2 separate regions of the Mus musculus genome follow, and region 2 is linked to region 1. The links are chromatin contacts, called in public HiChIP or PLAC-seq maps. All regions are on one chromosome and are shown on one strand. Each heading gives the region's core, a stretch centred on a gene start, on an enhancer-like site or on the middle of the called end of the contact. The rest is flanking DNA. Distances are from core to core; before and after follow the strand shown.

Region 1 (4,202 bases), core at 641-3,140:
TGTTGGCATCAATGGTAATGTTTAGTGGTTGAACATAGAGGTTGTAAATCCACTGGGGGTGGGGGGAGGGATTGTCGATAGGGAAGAAAGAAACTAATAAAGAATTAAAAACCGTTTTTTTTTTTTTTTTTTTTTCCTGTTGATCCTTGCCTAGACTAGACTAAGTCCCGAGTAAAAAGAGGGTATACAGGGATTTTCTTTTTTCCTTTCAAAGTCTCATTTGTGTCCAGAGCTTCTTATAGATTTGGTGCAGATAGTTACTTCTGGGATTGCTTTTTTCTTTTATCTCCACTTTTAGGATTGCTGGTAAATATAGCTCCCTAATTCATGTTCTAAATGATGCCGAAGCGTGAGTTCTTTCACAGAAAAGAACAGGAAAAACAAAAAAAAAAACAAATACGTTCAGCATCCCCACACGCGCAGGCGCAGATGCAGGGGGAGCAGGCCGGAAATACTCTTGATGACCCATGACAACTTCGGCACCTTGTGTCTGAGCGGCCACACTAAAAAGCCTGGAAACTAGCATTATAAACTGCAGCCGGAGTGGCAAATAACAACACATAGACTTTAATTCTTTGTCTCCAGAGCCCTAAAGTGGGAACGTTCTAATCCGGAGACCTAAACTCTTGTAATTCCACACAGGGGTCGCCACTGGCCGAGGCTCCCTGGGAAGCTAATGGCTCCTTGTCAGAGATGTAATGTTACTGTAGCAAGAGTTGCCAAACCCAAAGAGAAAACAGAGAAGAGAATAACTTTTTATGAATATACTTCCTTTCAAATGCCCCGAAACTTGTCAACTTAGTTGAAGCTATGTTCCTCTGAGTAGAAGCCATCTCCTGGGCTGTCAAAACCAAAACATTGGTGGGTGGCAAGATGACATCATTGCTGCTCAGCAGCTCGCAGTAATTTCCACTCCCCGAACCACTCAGGGGCTGAGATGATGGCTGGAAATGGGATTTAGGTTTTCAGATGAAAGTCACACATTTCCTTTCTGTTGCAATCACAACATTCTTCTCTTGAGTGGGATAAAATTGTGCTGTCACCAACATTAGGTCATGCTATCTCCCTCAAAATGGCATTGTGAAAGCACGTGAACACAGTCGTGAAAATACAACATATTTGCTGGGAGCTTGGTTCAACCCTACAGGCACCTACTAAGTGGGTTTGCCTCCTTAGTTTGTAAGTTATCAACAGTAAGAAGATAATTTAATGCAATCACAGATCATGAAAATAAAAAAAAAAAGGAGCAATATCAAAGACATGAGGAGAGAATGTAGCTGCTGCAAGTGAGCCAGGAGAAAGTTCAGGAACTCTGGGGTTACTTGGATCGGGTCTAGGCTCCTGTCATGATCCCTATGATTCCTTAACCTGCCTGAGTACATGTTGTTAGTCTCAGTAGGAATACCCAGGACAGCCAGTAAGAGTCTCCATTGCCACATTAACCTATCTGTGGTCCCTGAGGTCTGGCTGGGCTTTGGGACCAGGTGTAGTGCCAGTTGATAATCAAGAGAGGGACCCTCACATGTTTTGTAGTCTGAAGGTATCCTTTATTGGTAGCTCTTGTCAGGATCTGAAAACCTCAAGTATCTTTTGAAAGAGCCTAGCGCCCATCAAATACACAATGATTAAGTATGTTATAATCAAAAGAATATCATAACAATGTTATGTGCCAGTGTGTGTGTGTGTGTGTGTGTGTGTGTGTGTGTGTGTGTGTAGGGGGGATTGAATGAAAAGTTTCTCTTAGAGGGTCATATCTTTGAATGCTTGGTCCCCAGTTGGTGGCACTCTTTGGACTGAGTATGACAGGGAACCTTGCTGGAGAAGGTACATCTCTTGGGGTGGGTTTTGAGAGTGTATAACCTTACCCCATTTCAGTTTTACTTCCGTTTCCTGATGTGGTGACAAAATGTGACCAGCCAGCTGCCTTCTACAGACACCTGCTGCCTTTACGGACTTTCCCGTGGAGGTGTAAGACAAATTAAACTCTTTGTCTCTAAGTTGCTCTCGGTCATATTTTATGCCAGCAACAGAAAAGTAACCTAACACAGAGCAAACCATAAAAGTTATTCTGGTGTTAGAAAGAAGTTTAGATGTTACAGATAGATTAGCTATGCCTGAAAGTGAGCTGAAGAAATGTGGCTTCCTTTATTCTACAAACACTAACAGAAATGTCTCTTGGCAGTTTCATCACCCATGATGTGTGTCTCTGAGAGCCTTGGGGTACTCTCCTCAGCAGAGGGTCTGGGCAGTGGAGACTTCAGGATGTCTCCTTCATAGACAGGACACTGTCTAGAGCTAGCTTAGACTTCTTTCTTGTTCACCTTTCTTATCATCTCTTGCTGTTAGCCAGAGCTAGAGATTTGTTCAGCTGGGTGAGTGAGTGCTTGCCCCACATGCAAGAAGCCCTGGGTTTAAATCCCCAGCATGGGATAAACTGCGTGTGATGATGCATACCTGTAATCCCAGAATCTAAGCATTTGAACTTGAAGGTCGTCTTCAGCTATGTAGTTTGTGACCAGTCTGGGATACACGAGATGGAAGAGGAAGGAAGAGGAATAAGAGGAAGAGAAGAGAAAGAAAAAAGGTGAAGATAAAAGATACTTTCTTCAAAGAACTATATATCAATTGGCCCAAGCCACGATGCCACCAATCATTCATTCTAGGAATCCATGTCTCCAAAATGGCAGCATATCCTGGGGTTGGTGTCACCAAGGGAAATCGTGGTTCACTTTAATATGGTCTTCATAATAAAGTATTATAATTTGGGGACCATAAAGATTAGGAAAATATTTTTTAACAGAGATGCAGAAACTGGAAGTTCATGCCACCATCTTTATAAAGAAAACAGAGACTTATAATCTAGTAGGAAAGATCTTCATTACATCCTGAAGCTTTTCTTCTTGTAGAAGGGATGGTCTCCCTTTTCCTCTTGTGTGACCCCCTCTCCCTCTGTGTGTGCCTGTGTCTTATATCTTCTTCATTTTTATATAAATGACTATAGAAAGGACTATAAATGCCCTCCTGTTAGTTTAGTTGCCTCTTGCATGGCCCTGTCTTCAGACAGTCACACTCTGAGGTCCTTGGGTTTAGGACTTCAGCTCGTAATAGACAGCATGTTCAACAGCCAGGGCTCTGAGCCCAGACCCACTCAGCCTGCCCAGGCAGAATTACACCCTTGTGACTAGGAAGGATCACTTAAGACTCTCAAGGACAGTCCCATGCGGATTTGGCTTCAGAGCCCTAAGGCAAGATCCTATCACTAACAAAGCCTTCAAAACCCAGCTCTTAGTGTCTTAGAAGAAGGACAAACTCAGACAGTCGAAACATTTTTCCTCCCTGGGGAAAGAGTAGATTTCTTCCTCCCCTTCTGCCAACAGAAGTTTCCAGAGAGTATAGGGTATTTAAAAAAAAAAATCCATCTGAGGGCCTCATTAGCATGACTATTTTGCAGACAAAAACCTCTGCCAGCAAGACTTTGGCAAAGCTAACCTGTAAGTCAGAAATTCCACACTTGTAAGCCTTAGTGACACAGATGTGAGTGACCACTTCTGGCGACATGCAGCTGGCTCTGCTGGGGACCCTAGGAGCTTCCTGGCTGTACCCAGCAACCTCGCCCACCTCTAGCTGCCATGCTATTCTTTCTGGTAAGGTGGGGGGAAGCCGATGAGAGTCAGAATTTGGCTGGACCACAGAAACCATGCCACCATGTTTATAAAAATCACAGAGACTTTTTAATCTAGTAGAAAAAAAAGTCTTCATTACATCATTAAGGTGCGTCCACCATTACACGTCCTTGATGTATTTTATATTATGTTTGACTTTCATGGGTGAAGCTATGGAACCGTCTATGTTTAGTTAAGCATTAAGCAAGAAGGCACAGCCCAGTAAATACCAGACACTCAAGACCTAGAACACTGGCACCAAGGTGCACGATTTCACAGCTCTCCAGATATTTGTAAATCTTTAGAACTAAGACTTTAAAGTAATTCCACCAGCTCAAGACCATCAGTGTTAACAGTGGATAATGATGATTGTGACGGATAATATTGATTACCAGTTTGGCAGGTTCTAACGTCAAGGAAGCAAGTCTGCTGGGCATGCTGGTGAGGGGTCATTTTAATTATGTTAATTTGAAATGGGAAGACCCACCCTAACTAGGAGGCAACTTTCCACAGAATCCCAGAATGAAGAAGAAGGTGAGC
Region 2 (4,846 bases), core at 1,894-4,393, 88 kb before region 1:
GTAGCTCAGGAACATGCTATGTTTACAATGAGCTTTATTATAAAATTGTACCGGATAAGCAGCCAAATGAGGAGACTTGGAAGAGTCCCCAACGTGCAGCTAGATGCTCAGAAGAGCATCTTCCTCTTGGCACATGGATGGATGGCTGCAAGCACGAATTCCGCAGAGGATTTCAGGGTGCCTTACAAAGGCACAGGGGACCAAATCATTACTCATGTAATTGAACTCAACCCTATAAGAAGAAGGTGTCAGGCCCCCTGGGACTGGAGTTACAGACGGCTGTCAGTCACCATGTGGGTGCTGGGAATTGAAGCCAGATCCTCTAGAGATGTGGCCAGTGCTCTTAACTGCTGAGACATCTCTCCAGGCCCCCAGCCAGATTCTTTGTTGTACAACTTAGTTAATGAATGAATACATAGAGGGAACAAAGAAGGCATCCCAGAGAGGGAAGGTTAACAAGAAATGCAGAGAAATGGCACAGTAGAAAGACCTCCCTGCTCTTACCTCAAAATCTCTACTGAGTTGAGACCACTACTTAGTCCTTGGCTCTTCCTTGAGTTTCTCTCTCTCTCTCTCTCTCTCTCTCTCTCTCTCTCTCTCTCTCTCTCTCTCTCTCTCTCTCTCACACACACACACACACACACACACACACACCACATACATACACCACACACAAGCATGCATATGCCACAGACACATTGTTTAGAATAATAGATTTCCCTCCTCACAATGCACAGGTTGATCTAGCAGTTTCTGATGGTGCACACAGCTCATGTGACTGCATCTGGCTGGAAATGACTCTCACATCTCTGGGACAGGAGTGGGGACTCTTGGTGTGCCTCAGTTCTCCCCTTGCAACCTCTCTCCACACGTGTCTAAATTAGTATGCTTCTACACATGATGACCTCACTCCAGCAAGAGTGTCCTGGCAAGAAAACAAAGCAGGATGCTGCCCGGTCCAATGGAACCCACTCATCAGTACCGTGTGTTCCACTGGTCAAAGGTCAAGTCACAAGGCCAGCCCAAATTCAAGGTGAAGAGAAACAAATCCGTCTCCTAACAGGAGGTGCTGATAATCTCACATGTGGGAATTAAGAACACTACCAAATATGTTGATCAAAATTTGAGGCTAGTTTTATTATAATACTGGCCAGGATAATGGACACTGGGCCGGTCCATACCAGGGATGCCTAGAGAATGTTAGTGAATTACCTTAGTCAGAGGCTTATAAAAGCAAAACCCACAGGGCTGTGTACGGTTAGGAGCAAACATCTATTCTGACGGACTTACTGTCTATACACCTCCCACCTATGTGTGATCAAGCATAGCCTGTGCAGTTTGGGTAATTAGGCTTGTTGGAAGAAGCAAAACGTGATTTGTTATCTTACATGGATAACAGCCCCAAGGATTCCAGGAAGTTATTTCTGGAAGTTATTCCTTGGGCAAGGGAGGCTTACAGGCCTTTTTGTTTTATAATTCTAATGTTTTAAGCACAGTAATTTAAACTTAAAACATGACATTAATCCTCACAATCCATCATGTGGCATGTCTCTACTGAGAAGGCAGGAACTGCTGTGGCCCTTCTGACCTTAGGTCTCTTCATCTGAAAATGGAGATTTTCCTAAGTCAGCCCTTGTTCGAGTCTGTGTTCGCAGATTCAGTCATAGAAAGTATTTTTTAAATGTCACATTGTTGATGACAGGTATCATAAGTCAGCCGTAACTGCAAATCGGTACTGAGTACTGGCCTTGTCTTCTTGTTGCTATTCCAGAAGTAACAATGTATTGGTGAGAACAGGAAGTAGAAACTGGTGAAATAGAGCAGGAATTCCCAAGCCGTGCTTCCAAGAATGTCCTTGCCGGAGGGCAGGAATGCTGGGATCCAGAGAGCTCAGGTTCCGGCTTCTTTGCCTTCGCTGACGCTTTATTGGAAACTATCTGAAGACCCAATTCTATTTCCAAAGTGTTAATTATGGCAACTAGAATTTCTTTATCACAACACAGAGTTGGCAAATTTCAGAGGTGAAATCCAGAATCAACATTTAAAAAAAAAAACAAACAGCCACATTAATGTAAGAAAAGCATTCAATTTCACATATTGTAGTGAGTCTTCATGGTGCACAGTCATAAAGGAAATTATGCAAAGGGAAAGAAATTTTTTTCTACAATGCAGAAAAATGAATATGAAATTTCTTGGAAGTGAGGAGAATAACAAATGTCTTTGAAAACTATGATTTCTACATATTGATTAAAAAGCTAGGAAATTAAATTTTTTATTTGTCCTCCTTTGGGGGTTTACCATTTCTTCTGCGATAATCCCCCAATTCCTGCTTCACCTAGTTATTCTCTCCATGTCTCACTTCAAGACTGGAGACAAACACTGGTCTTTTCTGGGAAGTCTTTCCTGATCCCCTCAACAGCTAGTATCCACAGGTATGGAACGATTCCTCTTCCTGCCGTTTATGTCGCTTTACGTTCCTCCTTCAGACTGGACTAAGACCCTTTAGGATGACATTGTTCATTGTTCAGAAGAGAGTAGCGGAGGAAGCGGTCACAGCTGAGTCCTAAGGAAGAACCCCTGGATGATGAGGAGGTAAAAACCACTGGGAGGCCGTGCATTGCTCTCTTTGAAGCATGACAATTTGTTGAGAAAATGAACATTATGGAATATATCAAATGTCAGCACTTATTAGTCTAATTTAGGGAGACCATCTCAAACACCCAACCAAGCAACAACAAAAAACCTAAACAAAACAAAAACGAGTTTCTTAACCTCTAACCGTGTTGCTTTATTTGTTAAAAAAATTATGATCTGTCTCCTCAGGTTGCTATGATGACCCTAAGGTGACAATACATGTCAAAATGCTTTATAAAATAGTGGTGGCCAGTAACAATGTAGAAACTATGTATATACTACTACTGTTATTCTTCTGCTCGCCGCGCCTTGCTCCAACCATAGTGAGTTTAGTTCCTACCGGCGTAGGATGGGATAACCGAGAAACAAGTAATTTTCAAACACCTCCCATACGCAGATCATCTGCCCTCATCCAGCATGGCCGCATCGGCTACACTCCCGGCGCCTTCCCCGAACCCAACGACTCCGACGCCCTGTGATGACGTAACACCAGAGCGTCTCTCTCCCTAAAGGTCCGTGCCTGCGCCGTGGACGCCGCGGGTGGGCGGAACTGGTCGGGATGAGTGGCGGAGGCACCGAGACCCCTGTAGCGTGCGACGCCGCCCAGGGCGGCAAGAAGCGGGACTCACTGGGGACTCCGGGTGCGGCGCACCTCATTATCAAGGGTACGGAGTGGAGGGCGTGGTCCTCCGTGCGGGGTGGGGGCAGCGTGCTGGGGACCGCCCCTCCTGGTGCTCCCCGGCTCCCCTGTAGCCCTCAGCTGCCTGGCCCGCCTCGAGACGAAAGGTCCCAGCTCGCAGGACCCAGTTACGTGCAATGGGCGAAGGGCGCACAAGCGGAGAATGGGAACTAGTTGGAGCCCCACACGTAGTAGGGTGACTTCGGTCCTTCACCCTCTCGTCCTCTGTCCTCTGCGCCTTGGGGGTCATGCCAGGAAGAACACTTGGGAAAACGTCCTGAAACACAGCGCTCAGTACCATACAGTGTACCGGTCTGAGCTGTCCCCTTTCAGCCTTAGTAGATTTCGACCTAAATTATTACAATAACAACTAGCTTTAATTCCTAAACCTCAGAAGTCCCCGTTAACCGCGAAGAAGCCTCCAATTGCAGTTTCCACTGCTTCCCTCAACTCCCTGCTCAACCCGCCTATTCCACCAACTTTGGGCTACAGTCCTACACTGCCTGGAGAGTGGTGGCTTACCATCTGTGCGGTTCCCATTTTACTCTTACCAGATCTGTGGGCGGCCCCAGCTGAGCTGGCTGCGACTGTTTAAACTGTGTTTCACATTGTTTCTTAGGTTTAATTTGGGATCCAGTAGTATTGTGTGTGTGTGTTAAGACTAAGTTAGAATTCTTTCTCTGTGCAATCTCAGTGAAGATTAGTCGTTGTATGGCTGTTGTTGGGCCACCATGACTCCATCCGCAAATGTTTTTCATCTTGCAAAACTTTGTATGCATTAAACCATAACTCCTCATGCCACTGTGAATTTGACTGGTCCAGTGCCTCTGAGGACTTGGACAGCTCCACTCTCGGAAATAAGGCTGTTTTGAATATGAATATATAGACATCCTTCGGAGGTCCTGTGTTCAGTTCTTGGGACTGTATCTCCAGTAGTGGATTTTTGGGTCATTTGATTATTCTTTAAACTTTTTGAGGAGTTGGCATGTTCTGTATTTGCTATACCATTTTCTAGTCACCTGTCATCACCAACTCTTGTCTTTGGTACTAGTTATTCTAATGCGTGTGAGATGACACTCCCTGTTGTGATTTTCATTTCCTCTAATATTTGGTTAATGTGCTTAACTGACTACCCATTTTTTAGGTAGTCATCTAATATCCATTTAAGTCCTTTGCTCGTGTAAGTAGATTCTGTTATTGAGTTATAGTTCTTGATATATTCTTGAAAGGCAACTTTGCTGGCCGCTATACCATTAATGCTGATACACACGCGCACACACACACACACACACACACACACACACACACATACACACACACACACACACACACATCTGTCTCCTCAGTACCCATAGCAGGTGTTTGCAGGCATTTTTCTCACTTGCCTGGTTGCCTATCATTCTGTTGATTGTGTCTTTGAGGCGGAAGTTTTAAATTTTGAAGCAGTACTGTTTTTACTCCCCCAGTACTGGAAGCCAAGCCAAGGCCTCCCACATGCTAGACAAATACCATACTACTAGAGACTACATTACC

What was found. HiChIP or PLAC-seq counts read pairs in DNA pulled down with a chosen protein or histone mark.
Region 2: a contact with region 1 is called in an H3K4me3 HiChIP or PLAC-seq map of the SCID.adh cell line, with 9 read pairs. The contact joins the promoter of Bloc1s5 here to the enhancer-like site in region 1. A contact is called at or near these places in 3 of 484 Hi-C or Micro-C datasets (LSK cells, muscle stem cells and myeloid progenitors), 2 of 115 datasets of contacts at active chromatin or transcription factors (the SCID.adh cell line and embryonic stem cells) and 3 of 9 other capture datasets (adipose tissue, liver and pancreatic islet).

What each region holds. Positions count from the first base shown.
Region 1 is chr13:38,544,624-38,548,825 of GRCm38.p6, reverse strand. No RefSeq gene overlaps it. Among named protein-coding and RNA genes, the nearest start is that of Gm40922, 8.1 kb to the left of the region's middle. Within about 2 kb of position 1,890, at least 44 of the 459 cell types and tissues checked have an H3K27ac peak or open chromatin away from gene starts, as enhancers often do. A contact at or near this core is called in the SCID.adh cell line, where this site is marked.
Region 2 is chr13:38,633,389-38,638,234 of GRCm38.p6, reverse strand. Bloc1s5 (biogenesis of lysosomal organelles complex-1, subunit 5, muted) reads left to right here and starts at 3,143. Exons shown (of 5, transcript NM_139063.3): 1 at 3,143-3,299. The coding sequence starts at 3,194.